Linked DNA regions of Mus musculus: regions 2, 3 and 4 are each linked to region 1. A link is a contact called in public HiChIP or PLAC-seq and Micro-C data. All regions are on one chromosome and are shown on one strand. Each heading gives the region's core, a stretch centred on a gene start, on an enhancer-like site or on the middle of the called end of the contact. The rest is flanking DNA. Distances are from core to core; before and after follow the strand shown.

Region 1 (2,985 bases), core at 301-2,800:
TGTGTGTGTGTGTGTATGACTCTCAAAGACTAAAACTTAGCATTGCTTTTTTTCTTACTTCGGAACACATGTTCACCTTTGAGAGAAGGTGTCAACAATGGCCCAGCACCCTCTGCTCTCTTCCTGACAACCTTCTCACTTTTGCAATGGAAACTGCCATTTCCCTCAGCAAAGTTAAAAATGAGAATATCAATTAATTTAAGCCACCATTCCTGATTCTTAAAAAAATAAATAAATATATACATCAAAAGAGCTATCCATTAAAACAACAAAGGAATCCTAACCTTCTCTTTCAATATATCAATAATCTCTGTGCAGTGATTAAGCCATCATTGCTCTTTGCTCTTGTCAGCCATAACAACATTTCAAGAGTGAGTCTTCTGTGTCGTACTATATGTATTAAAAAGCACAGCTCATCTATGCCTTGGCATTTGTGCTTACACACACATTAGTGAACAGAAGCAATAAGTTTAAAGTAAAATGTTTAACAACAGCTTCTCCTGGGGGCTGTAAAGGCAGCTCGGGTGTTAAGTGCACTGCTCTTGAAGAGGATCAGAGCTTAGTTTCCAGCACCCCGATCAGGCAGCTCACAGCTACCTGTAACTCCAACACAGTGGTATCCCATGACTCTAGCCTTCAGGCATAAGCACATACCCATGCACATATTACTTAAAATAATATTTTGATTTTTAAAAACGATTCTTTTCTTAACCACAGGCTCTTGAACCCTCTCCTGAGCTGCCTCTGCTGCCGTGCTCCCCACCCCCACCTCTGCTTGCCCAGCCTTATTTAAGCAAGAATCCTAAGTCAGTTTAGCACATTTGTTATCTGATCACCCTGGTCTGCTTTCAACCAGAATCCAGTTTAGTGGGTTTAGCAAGAATCCCTCAATCTTTGATAATTCCTCTTAGTAATTATCCACACTCTTGACATCCACACCCCTTCCTCTCCTTGGCTATAAATCACCAACCCCCAAGTTGAACTCAATCTTTTAGTATTTTCAATAAGTATGAAGTGTGTGTGTGTGTGTGTGTGTGTGTGTGTGTGTGTGTGTGTGTGTGTGTGGTGTTTGTTTAAACAAGGTCCAAACAGATCTCCGACTGTAGAATCTTTTTCTGAAATAAGAAGATTTTCGAGGTCTCCTGGAACATGGTTGCTATATTCTCCACAGAGCTGTGGGCAAACAACTCGAAAAAACTTCTTCACACCTACTACGCCCAGGAAACTACATGCTTGGGAGTTAAAGGGCAATACTACAAAAATCTTCAAGTTCGCTTCTTGGTATGCTTGGATCAGCGTTCTGGACAGAACAAGAACGATGAGCCCGGTCACCCCTCCGCGCACAGAGCATTTCTGGATGCCTGAGCGGAAAGGCTGCGGTGTTCCTCCGAGCAAATGCCCACCTCGGCGGCCGCAAGTGAGCCAGCCACCGGGCTAACGCGGCTCGAAGCACCGAGGTCGCCGGAAGCGCCGCCGAGACCTGCTGACGTCACCGCCCCTAGCCCGCCCCTAACACCCTGGGCTCCGCCCACCCCTCCCCTCCCACCACGTGTCCTCGCTCCCTCCCGAGGGGCCGCGCTGGGGCGGCGGGAGCGGTGGAGACGATGGCGCGGTGAATGCCGGGCCACAGCCTTCGTCGCCCTTTGCGGCGACGCCGCCCGCTCGGCCGGGGTGAGTGCGCGCGGGCTGCGGGATCCGGGCGGCTCGTCCTCGAGGCCGGCGGAGGAGGCTGGGCCACGGTGGGGCGGGGGCCGCCGGTGGCAGTGTCGCCTCCGCCGCCGCCTTTGTTGCGGGCCGGCCGGGGAGGTAGGCGGCGTGGGCTGTCGCCGCCCCGCAGGTGGACCGAGGACCTTAGTGGTGGGCGGGGGTGGCGGGAGAGGGTTGGACAAGATGGCTGGAGCGGGCAAGGGCGGCGGCGAGCACCTTCGTGCCGGCCCCTCCCACCACCCGCCCCGCAGCTGGGCACAGGCCGCGGCCAAGTTCAGGTCCCGGGACTCCTGTGACCTCACGAGTGTTCCTACCTCCCCATGCCTCCACCCACCCCAGAAACATTGAAGAAGCTGACTCTGAACTCCGGGAAGATCCTTGCTTGGGAAGTCCCGGGAAATGGAGCTCACAGATGCACACTCTCTGCATACCCAGCAGCTGCCCGCAGTCTCTTCTGGGGAACCTCTTTGTACCAGCCTGAGGAGGCTTCGAATAGAGAGGATTTGCGACCCAGAGGCGAGGAGAAGTCCAGCCAGGTTTGGGTTGGCCTCTGCCACCCAGGCACGCCCCTCTCTGCATCATGGACTTGGCTTTGGGAGGTCCTTTGAGGCAGAAAAACTGTTAAGTTTCTGAAGTAGCTTGTGGACAGCGCCTATGAATCTGGAAAACCCAGGTGATAACTATTTTGGGCTAACTATTTAAATTTCCTATCTAGGCTGAGATACTTTGATGTGGTAGCAAATCAGCACCGCCCTCCTCTGGTCCTGATTCCGTGCTCAAACAGTCCTGGCAGTGGGAACTTCTGCCCATCACTGAGCTGTTTGAAACCTCTTCCCGGGATATTTACCCACTGTTCTAAGTTCTGCCCTTCTGCACAGAGGCTCTGTGAAAACTACTCTGGTCTCCGTGCCACAGGGGGCTCTTTAAATATTTGAAGTTAGCCAGATAAATTATCTGCCCTCAGCCTCTGTAATAATTAAATAAGCCAGCCACCTTTCTGAACCCCTTCCTTCCAGCTGGAAGCAGACAGTGCTTTGACCTAAACAGGTTTGTGTGTGTGTGTGTGTGTGTGCCTGAGCCGCCCTCTCACAGACTAGTTCCCACTGACACCTGATTGTCTGCTAACTCTTGAATGCAGAAATGGAGTCCCGGGCCTACCCTCTGAATTTGACCCTGAAAGAAGAGCAAAAGGAGGAAGAGGTTGAGATCCAAGAGTTGGAGGATGGCCCCATAGATATGCAGAAAGTACAAATCTGCTCAGAAGGCGCATGGGTAAGT
Region 2 (2,933 bases), core at 207-2,706, 170 kb after region 1:
CTCACTGGTATGTTTTGGGTCATGGTCCTGCCCACGTCAACAAAAGCACATTCTTTCGGGACGCTACTCACTCAGAACTTCCTCTGATCCCTAAAGGAAGCACCACAAAAACAATCCATTATCTACTAAGACAGAAAAACGTTTTTAAAGTGTCAGCAACACTTCAAGTGTCAGCGACGATTCATGATCAAGAAGAGTGTATACTATAAATGTTGACTGGTTCAATACCAGAAAAATTTAGCAACATTACTAGCAAACAATTAAAACTGAGGTCATTGCTAGGCTGGGACTCCTGTTCAGTCTCTTCACAAGCTGGAAAACCCTGTTTATTCCCCTTCCACCAACTCCACCTACAAAGAAAAAACACCTCACTACTCAGTGTTCCAGCAACCCACCCATGAGTGCCTGCTCAGGGGCTCACTTTTTGACCATGTAAGGGCAAATACCAGCTCCTAACTCACATGTCATCACCCCATGCCCAAGACCCATTAAAAAACCAACCAACCAAACAAACAAAAAAACTAACCCTTGTTTTTGCCTGGATATGTGACCTTGCTGACCTTGACCTGTGAAATCCGATGAACCCACCAGAGAGCTGCCTCCAAATAAACCTGCCATTATCTACTTTTAATCTGGTCTAATCTGGCTGATTATCTGTCAGTGACAGAGAGAAAAGATGATCAAGTTATCTGAAAAGATAAAAATTTTAAATGAATTTTCAACTCTACTTATACACAAATTAAGTAACTCGAATACACAAAGGAATGTAGTTGGGAAGTGCAATGAGAAAACCCAGGCAAGATCAAGCAGCACAGTTTGAACCAGTATGAGAACTCACTATTACTAAATACACAGGCTCAACCTTGAGTCAGCAGTAACCAAGTAGATGAGAAAAGCATTTCACAATAACTTCGAAAAATGATACCTACTAATAAAACTGACCCCTCCCCAAATTACCCAGACCTTATAAGAAAGCCTATAAAACTTTATTCATGGATGTTTTGTGAAACAGAAGTTTTCAAATATGTTGTGGTTGTTGTTGTTGTTTGTCGTCGTCTTGAAAACACCCTCCTGTCCCCACCTTTTCCCTCTCAGTGCTTTACACAAGCTCGCTAGTTCGGGAATGTGAAACACCCAGGAACCGAAAGCACCTGCGAGTCCTCTTCCTACTAACGGGGTACATCAAGCAACAATGTACAGGGAAAAAATAATAATAAAAGTACCAGGCCTACCACGTGACAATCCCCGCCTACCGGGCAAGCGAGTCAGCCAATCACAGTGCTCTCCCCACCTGCGCCTCGCTCCTCCTCCCTCCCGCCCCCTCCGCCCCCTCACGCACGAGGTGGAATCCAGTTTCAGGCTGTTTTCACCCCCACAGCAGGGGGCCCAATGCGGCTGCGCGCTGCACCCTGATTGGCCAAGTGCCGGGCTGAAGCGCGCGCAGGCTCCGAGCTCGGTTACTAAGGGCGGGAGCCCGGCAAGGGCGCCGGCTGCTTGCTGCGTCTCTGGAGGGCGTCGAGGCCCGACGACGCCATGCCCAACCGCAGGGCCAGCCGCAATGCCTACTATTTCTTCGTACAGGAGAAGATTCCCGAACTGCGCCGGCGAGGCCTGCCGGTGGCCCGCGTGGCAGACGCCATCCCCTACTGCTCGGCCGACTGGGCGGTGAGGCAGCGGGCAGTTGGGCAGCGGGGAGGGCGCGGTGGGAACCCAGCCTGGGGGGAGCCCGTGGAGGGGACACAGCCCAAGGGCAGGACCAACCGACAGAACCTTCCAGAACCGGGGTGTGGATCGGACGCCTCACCCTCACAGCTCGCCTCTCTTGTATCCCTCTTCTCCCCAAGCTCTTGAGGGAGGATGAGAAGGAGAAATACTCAGAAATGGCTCGAGAGTGGAGAGCAGCCCAGGGAAAGGATTCTGGGCCTTCAGAGAAGCAGGTAAGGGCAGCCACCTCTCGCCCGCCCACCCTTGGACTCCAGCCACGGTGGAGCCCGAGGAACCTTCGGGAAGTTTCCAGATAGTGCAGAAGCCCCAGGGGAAAGGCAGGTTTGGGGTTGGGGGTCAGGGTTTGCACTAAACGGCTCCCCGACTGCCTTTCAGTTCTTACCGGTTAGACAGCTGTAATAATAATTTTTAAAAAGCGTAGGCTTTTATTTAAATGGTTCCTAGAAACAAGCTTGTTAACAGTTCTTTAAATATTGTAATAACAAGACGTGAAGACCTGGGTTAACATTTGTAGATCCTACAGAACCCCCCCCCCCCCCAAATAGTTAAGCAAATTCCAGAGTATTGGGATAGTAGACTACTAAGTCAGTATCTACAAGGTCAATAAAGAAGTCTTTTTCTTCTCCCTTATGCTGCTTTTCTGTTTGTACATACCGAAATTTCATTCTTAAATTTGTGACATTGGATTGAAATTCAAAATTGTGGCAAGTTATTTGTAAATATGGTAGGTAGATTTACATTTTAAGTTGATGTCTTAAGTCAGGTGGATTTTTGAGGATCTGTGCTTGTGAGCTTTGATTGCTCTTATCAGATTTTTCTATAAAACATATCTCCTTAAGGGACTAGTGATGGCTCACTGGCTAAAAGCTCTGGCTACTCTTCCAAAAGTTCCAGATTTGAGTCGGTGCACCCACATGGTGACTCACAGCCATCTGTAACTCCAGTTCCCAAGGGTTCTGATGCCCTCCTCTGGCTTCCACTGGTGCTGCGCACACACACGTGACACACATACATGCAGCCAAGCACACACACGGGGGGGGGGGGGGGGGGGAATGAAAATTTGAAGAAAAAATTCTCCACAAAACTTAAGTATATTGTACGTGCTTGAGTTGTGATAGTTGGAGGCACAACCTTTTGTAATTTTCACTTTTAAATGAAAACCACAAATAACATTATAGACTTTAGGATTTTGTTCTGTTTTCTTTAAA
Region 3 (3,102 bases), core at 205-2,704, 260 kb after region 1:
TTTTATTATTTATTTTATTAAAAATGCAATCAACGGGACCCCAGGTAGTGCAGAGCTTCCCCACTGGGTGAAGAATGTGACTGAAGACATGGGAGTGGGCAGAGGTGACCAAGGAATACCAAAGGCAGGGGTTTATAAATCCCAGCAGCCACTGCAAAGCATCCGCACTAGCTTCTTGAGACTCCAAGCCTGTGACTTTTCCTCAACCTTGTCAATGTCACGTTGGGTGGAGTGGGTGGCTCTGTAGACGTTATTAGGTTCTGCCTAACAGTTCTGGGTACTATGGTGGCACTCTGAGTCAGTCAAGGAATCTAGTGGGGGTACAGAAGACAACGAAACAATGGCAGAGCAGGAGATGGGACTTCTGGGCCAGAGAACCATGACCCAATGCATAATTCTGGGCTGTGGCCTGAAGGTCACCATGGTGAAGGAGGTGACAGGAATTAGAGCAGAGACAAGCATGCCGAACAGAGGAACAACATGTGCAAAGGCTCAGAGGCAAGAAGCAGGAAGAATCCATGAGACTCCAGGAAGCATCGTTAGGGGCGAGGAAGGGAGAGCACTTGGTGGAGGAAGTTGTCTCTGAGGTCCTCCGACCCTTCTACCTTTGTCACATGCCATTTTGGATGGCTTGCATGCCCAGTTCAGGCACATGGTCACCCATCTTGAGGGTTAATGCCAGTCTTAACCCACCTGGAAGTTGTCAGAGGAATTGTCCCCGACTCCTCTCTTCCACTCCAGCAGCTGCATAATTTCTTCTTGGAAATAAGCAGGCTATTATTAAGAGTGCCTTGCATCTGCTGACACAGCTGGGCCAGCCAGGTATGGGGCGGATGGTAACCACCAACCACGGGGACACATTAGAGGCACTCCCGAATCGCCAAACAAAACCCTAGCTCCTGAGGATCAAAGGCCAGCCTGCAGGAGCAGGTGAGCAGAACACCTGCCAGAGGTTGGCTACTTAGGCTCCTGCAGCATCCTGCCCGCCCGCCCGGGAGTTAGCAGACCTGAGACTGGCGGTGAAGGGGAGGCGAACCTACCCTCTGAGCATTCCTTCCTGCTGTGGTTCTCTCTCCCTCCTGGGCCGCACACCAGAACCTTGCAGGGCCCTTACCTAGCCAACCTCACTCTCAGGCATGCCTTTAGCAGGAGGCGCAGCGGCAAACTCCCATACACTCATTAGACTAAGTGGTGGAATAGCAGAGGGACACCACCCACCCCCCAAGCTAGTTTTTGGTTGGTTGGTTGGTTGGTTGGTTGGTTGGTTGGTTGGTTGGTCGGGGCGGGGTGGAGTTGTCGGATACAGACAGAAGTGGGAAGGAAAGTGCCAGAGACCAACTGCTGAGGCGTAAAAGGCAAAGGCGCCTGTTTGGAAAACTAGCACCTGCTTCATCCACTCCTTGGGTGTGGTCTGAACAGGAACTCCAGAAACTGCCCGCCAGGGTGATGGCCAGCAAGAGAGATATGCTTTCAAGAGGACTGAGTCGAGATCTTTCGCTCCAGGCCCTTGACCACAGGCTCTAAACTTCCTGCGGGCCCTGTGCCAGGCACACCCGGGCCCTCTCTCTCCAGATCTTCAGCGCCCCAATCACAAACAGCCGGGATCTCGAGTTAGATCTAGTTTAAAGAGCCCGCGGGCGGGAGCCAAGAGGACTGGCGAGGGAGCAGAAACTCACAAGGGAGAGGGTCTTGTTCTCACGTGGCCTGTTTTACAAACAGAAGGTTACCTGAGTAATTACTGAGGGAGAGGCCATGGAGGGTGGGAGGGGATGTGTTAGGCTTCAAAGCCTCTCAGATGCCGTCTGTTCCCTTTGAAGACGTCAGGGGGCGCCAGAGGCCAGGACAAGGATTTAACACCTGCCGCACAGGCTGCTGAGTCTTCTGACTTAGGGGCTTCCTGCAGGTGAGCTAGACAAGGCTAGCTCCCCGGGGCTAAGGTCGGAGTTTCCTGCTAGCCTCCCCAGAATGAGCCGCCCCGTATAATTAAAGTCATTCTCTTGTAAAAATTATCTAGTTATATAGACACCGAGAAAGAAAACTTTTCACAAAGAATATTGCTGGGTTTATTAACATGTAATTTTTTTTAAAGCAAGAGGTTAGTTTCAACGAATTCCATACTCTCATATTAAACGTGTAGCCTTAACTCTTCGGGTTAATCTGATTGTCTTTAAAAGTAGGTGGTCCTTGATGTACGGGCCGGAGTTTGGTTGGAGGACCAGCAGAATCAGGTTTCAGATTTACACCGATTCTTGCCATTTGTTTGAAATCCTCTGTCAAAAAAGGCAGGCCAGGTATTTAAAGAACCCAAATGTTATACAAGTCTGTGTATATATAATCCTCATATGTATATATAACTTATGATTTTTATTCATACCTCTACACAAAGTGAGATAAAGGGGTATATTGTAGTATTGCTTGTTCAAACAAGAGCTAAAAAAAAGCGTTGAAACCTGAGGTGTTCACGGTGCGCTGTCAAGAAGCAACTTGCTAAGTGCTTTATAATATCTCACGTCTTCACAGGAAAGAGCAAAGTGTCTGAGTGTGTGGTGTGCGTTGGGAGAACGCCGGGCGAAGTCTAAGACGCCTGCCTGCATTACCACTGGTTGCCACATGGTGGCGGGGTGGAAGAGGTCTTGCCTATTCTTTAGGCAGCATTAGTTGATAACCGCAGTGTAGTCTGACACGCTATAAGGCTTTCTATGAGTCCAACAACTACCACATACAATTTAAAAGAGCTTCTGCCAAGTAGTGTAAAGGAAAAAGAGGAAAAAGGATCCTCTGTTTTGATGCACAGAGATGCTACCTCCCAGAAGTGGGGCCTTGCTCACACTGCACATAGACTAGATTCTCATTAAAGCAATCCCAGTAACTGGTTTGAGGCAATTACTTCCTGTGGGCCTCACCTACTCAGAAATTAAAGCAGATGAGTTTCCTCGCCTCTCCAAAACTATAAATTCCAACAAATTCTCCTGTGAAAAGGATGCTATCCTGGGACATACTTCCCATTGGTTGGCGACTGTGCCTTTGTTAGAGGAAGGGTGGAAAAACTGGTGTGGAACAGAGTTGAGAGCAGGGAAAGAGTCACCTATGGGGGTCACGATT
Region 4 (2,994 bases), core at 390-2,889, 220 kb before region 1:
AACACACAGGTGTCTCATTGAGTATGTTCCTTTTATTTGTTATATTTGTAGAAGAATAGTTGATGTTTCACAACGTATGTATAGATGTATAGTAGTAATTTAAGGTGCTACATGGACTTTCAGTTCTTCAGTTCTGTTCCTTTCTTGCTTTACACATTTGTGTGTGAAACTGTATTTTGAAACATCTGAGGACAATTGTGTGTAGGTCATATTTTTGCAGATACTCACACCATGTGGCACCTGGAGAAGCAACAAGGCAAACAGTTTATAAGTATCATGTCTGCTACACTCTGTCTTGTCTCTCTAGCATAATTTAACATTCTGTTTGTTGTATCTTCTTTGTCTGTGGCACATTCATACATGCAGAATTTCTGTGTGCAATTACTTGATCTCCTTTCAAAATGTAGTTGTCAAAGTGCAGGGTGCTCTTCCATCAGTATGTACTTTCAGAAAGCACAATAAAAACTAAGAGATCTTCTCTTAACTCAACACACAGAAAAAATGCATTTGGGATGTAAGCTCAATGCTAGGCAATGTTCTTATACATGAGACCTTGAGTCACGTCCCAGGTTAGGTTAAGGATCTTTGAAAGACAATAAAAAACACCTCAAAGGCATTCATAGTATTCAGGGATGTTGAGTGTACATTTAAACTAAGAAAAGTTTAAACACTTTTTATCTTAAAGGAAAGCTAGGTAACGTAAGTGACATCCTGGGCATGACGGTGTAAAAGAAATTCTCTTCCTTTGGAGCTCCTTAAACATGAGGTTTTGATTATTAATTTTATAGAGGTCTGACAATTTCATTCTATTTCAAAACCTTTATTTTTGTTTATGTGTGTACCTTGGTCCTCCTGTCAACCTTTCAATGTTTATATATTGTTTTCTCAGGAATAAAAAAGTTGCCCTCAAGGAGAGCCATGATAGCCGACATCAACAGAAAGAATCATCAAATAATGGCCAAAGGGTAAGGAGCCTACTTTTCTGTTAAAGTAAATGAAACATGTTCAGAGGGGGATATTTGATTTTACTCTTTATATAGTTTGCAACTAAATGAGCCCTAATATGATAATTTTAGTTCAGTGACATCATTTTTCACATGGAGCTGACTGTGGAACCTAAATCTGACATTATGAGTTAAATAACCACAGAACACCAAGTCTACATGATGAGTAGAAGGTAAACTCACTGTGGAAATAAGAATAGAGTTTTTTTAAAACCTTAACTTGTACCTACCAGATATACCACTTCTCAGCATTTACCCAAAAACTCCAGGCATCACAGAGTCAAACTGGACATTAGCATGTATTGCAATCCCTAGTCACAGTAGCTAGGTTAGAGACAAGATGTAGGCATCCACGGAAATAGAGTTAAAATGTGTATTTTGTTCACAATGGAGTTTTTAGTCCTAAACAAGAATAAGGTATGCCACTTGCAAGAGTATAGATATAAATGAAAAGGGTAGTTGTATTGTATTTTTCCCTCATTTGTTGTCCCAGACAGTACAGATACATAAAATCATATGTGTTGGTGACATGGAAATAGGAACAAAACAATCTGTGTAACTAAAGGGAACAATGGCGTGAGAGAGGAAGTGTAGGGAAGTCAGGGGTCATAAGCTTAAAATAGATCATATACTTGCATGAACGTTCTCTTAGGTAACCCTGGGTAATGTTTTAAAATTTTAAAAACAGAACAAAGAAGGGTGCATCATACCCAGAAAATAGCATCCTGCAGCCCTTCTCTTCCTCTTCTGGCAGATCTGGTTTATCTTCTGGTCCTCCTTGGTATTTCCTAAGCCTTAAAGTGTGTGATACAAATACCCTGCTTAGGGTTGAGTGCTTATCCATTGCCTGTTCTCAGACCCACAAGTCATGAACTCACCACCACCCATTACAAAGAGAAACTGTGGATTAAGGCTGAGAGTAGCAATATTTGTGTAAGAGTATAAACACAAATATCTAGAAAGCAATTTGGAGTCACACAAGTTTAACTACACACTAGTAAATACTCTCCTATGGCCTTGAAACTCTTCACTCATGGAGTTATGGCTGAGTGTCTAGGATGAGGCATGCATTTCCTCCTGTGGAGCAGGCCTCAGATCCAATCAGAGGGTGGTGGTTGCTCACATATCATTCTTGCTGCTGTGGTACCAGTGACCAAGGCTTGCCTGGCAGATTGGAATTGCCTTTCACTAAGGTTCACAGCTGGGTAAGATCAATGATGACCACTCCTCCCCTGCATCCATGAATTTGGTGATAAGAGCCATACTGCTGCCTTACTTAGCCTGCATACATTTATTTCTCCCTCACTTGGCTACTTTCATTCACTCTTTTTATGTTTATCTTAAATAATACAAATTTATCTCCTCTCAACATTGTGAAAAGTTTTTATTTATTTATTTATTTTAAGTCAAGGCACTGTCTATTTGTGTTTCTTTTACCCAGGGATAATTTGACAAGGTGGTCTCTTGTTTGGCATATTTTTTTTTTTTGAGATGGGGCTTCATTTCGTAGCCTAAGCTAGCTTTGAACTCATTTCATAGCCCAGGCTGACCTTGAACTTATTGTAATTCTCTTTCCTTGGCCTCCTGAGTACTGGGACTAGTAGGTGTCTTGAAGAGGGGCCTTTTATTCTCAGGTATTTACAATTTACAAAATTAGTAACATGTTTACATACCAATAACCAAAAGGAATAATTGTATACAGAATTAGTATCTAGAGAAGATAGTTTATGTAGATTGGAATCAAGAAGTAAGCAATGGAGTTTCATATACTACGGCTTATATGTACTCCTTGGTAGTTTAATTCACATGATGGATCTGGATTCTGAATGTATAAGGGAAATCCAGATGTAAGATGTCATTCCTTTTTATATATTTTTGTCACTCTTCTGAGTATGTGGGAACTTTAAAACCCTCAGAGATTCACAACATGTGTTGAGAGACCATATTGTGCCTAAGGGAGTTGAAGAAAGTTTATTAAATTAAGATTTGA

The links. Hi-C and Micro-C count contacts between places; a contact is called where the count stands out from the background. HiChIP or PLAC-seq counts read pairs in DNA pulled down with a chosen protein or histone mark.
Region 2: a Micro-C map of embryonic stem cells shows a contact between it and region 1, with 4 times the contacts expected there. The contact joins the promoter of Mael here to the promoter of Pogk in region 1. A contact is called at or near these places in 12 of 39 promoter capture datasets (the 3T3-L1 cell line, 3T3-L1-derived adipocytes, cranial neural crest and 6 more), 3 of 484 Hi-C or Micro-C datasets (all in embryonic stem cells) and 3 of 9 other capture datasets (adipose tissue, liver and pancreatic islet).
Region 3: an H3K27ac HiChIP or PLAC-seq map of embryonic stem cells shows a contact between it and region 1, with 3 times the contacts expected there. The contact joins the enhancer-like site here to the promoter of Pogk in region 1. A contact is called at or near these places in 3 of 39 promoter capture datasets (the 3T3-L1 cell line, frontonasal cranial neural crest and stem cell-derived epiblast-like cells), 3 of 484 Hi-C or Micro-C datasets (all in embryonic stem cells), 6 of 115 datasets of contacts at active chromatin or transcription factors (craniofacial prominence, embryonic forebrain, embryonic stem cells and 3 more) and 2 of 9 other capture datasets (embryonic stem cells and liver).
Region 4: a contact with region 1 is called in an H3K4me3 HiChIP or PLAC-seq map of bone marrow-derived macrophages, with 3 times the contacts expected there. The contact joins the enhancer-like site here to the promoter of Pogk in region 1. A contact is called at or near these places in 4 of 39 promoter capture datasets (the HPC-7 cell line, cranial neural crest, embryonic stem cells and 1 more), 1 of 484 Hi-C or Micro-C datasets (bone marrow-derived macrophages) and 2 of 115 datasets of contacts at active chromatin or transcription factors (both in bone marrow-derived macrophages).

What each region holds. Positions count from the first base shown.
Region 1 is chr1:166,408,393-166,411,377 of GRCm38.p6, reverse strand. Pogk (pogo transposable element with KRAB domain) reads left to right here and starts at 1,550. Exons shown (of 6, transcript NM_175170.4): 1 at 1,550-1,671; 2 at 2,047-2,380; 3 at 2,846-2,979. The coding sequence starts at 2,362.
Region 2 is chr1:166,237,267-166,240,199 of GRCm38.p6, reverse strand. Mael (maelstrom spermatogenic transposon silencer) reads left to right here and starts at 1,456. Exons shown (of 12, transcript NM_175296.4): 1 at 1,456-1,665; 2 at 1,845-1,937. The coding sequence starts at 1,534.
Region 3 is chr1:166,153,078-166,156,179 of GRCm38.p6, reverse strand. The region is part of intron 3 of Gpa33 (glycoprotein A33 (transmembrane)); the gene reads right to left. Among named protein-coding and RNA genes, the nearest start is that of Gpa33, 24 kb to the right of the region's middle. Within about 2 kb of position 1,454, at least 34 of the 459 cell types and tissues checked have an H3K27ac peak or open chromatin away from gene starts, as enhancers often do. A contact at or near this core is called in embryonic stem cells, where this site is marked.
Region 4 is chr1:166,630,631-166,633,624 of GRCm38.p6, reverse strand. Gm4847 (predicted gene 4847) reads left to right here. Exons shown (of 9, transcript NM_001164312.1): 8 at 890-965. Among named protein-coding and RNA genes, the nearest start is that of Gm4847, 16 kb to the left of the region's middle. Within about 2 kb of position 1,639, at least 5 of the 459 cell types and tissues checked have an H3K27ac peak or open chromatin away from gene starts, as enhancers often do. A contact at or near this core is called in bone marrow-derived macrophages, where this site is marked.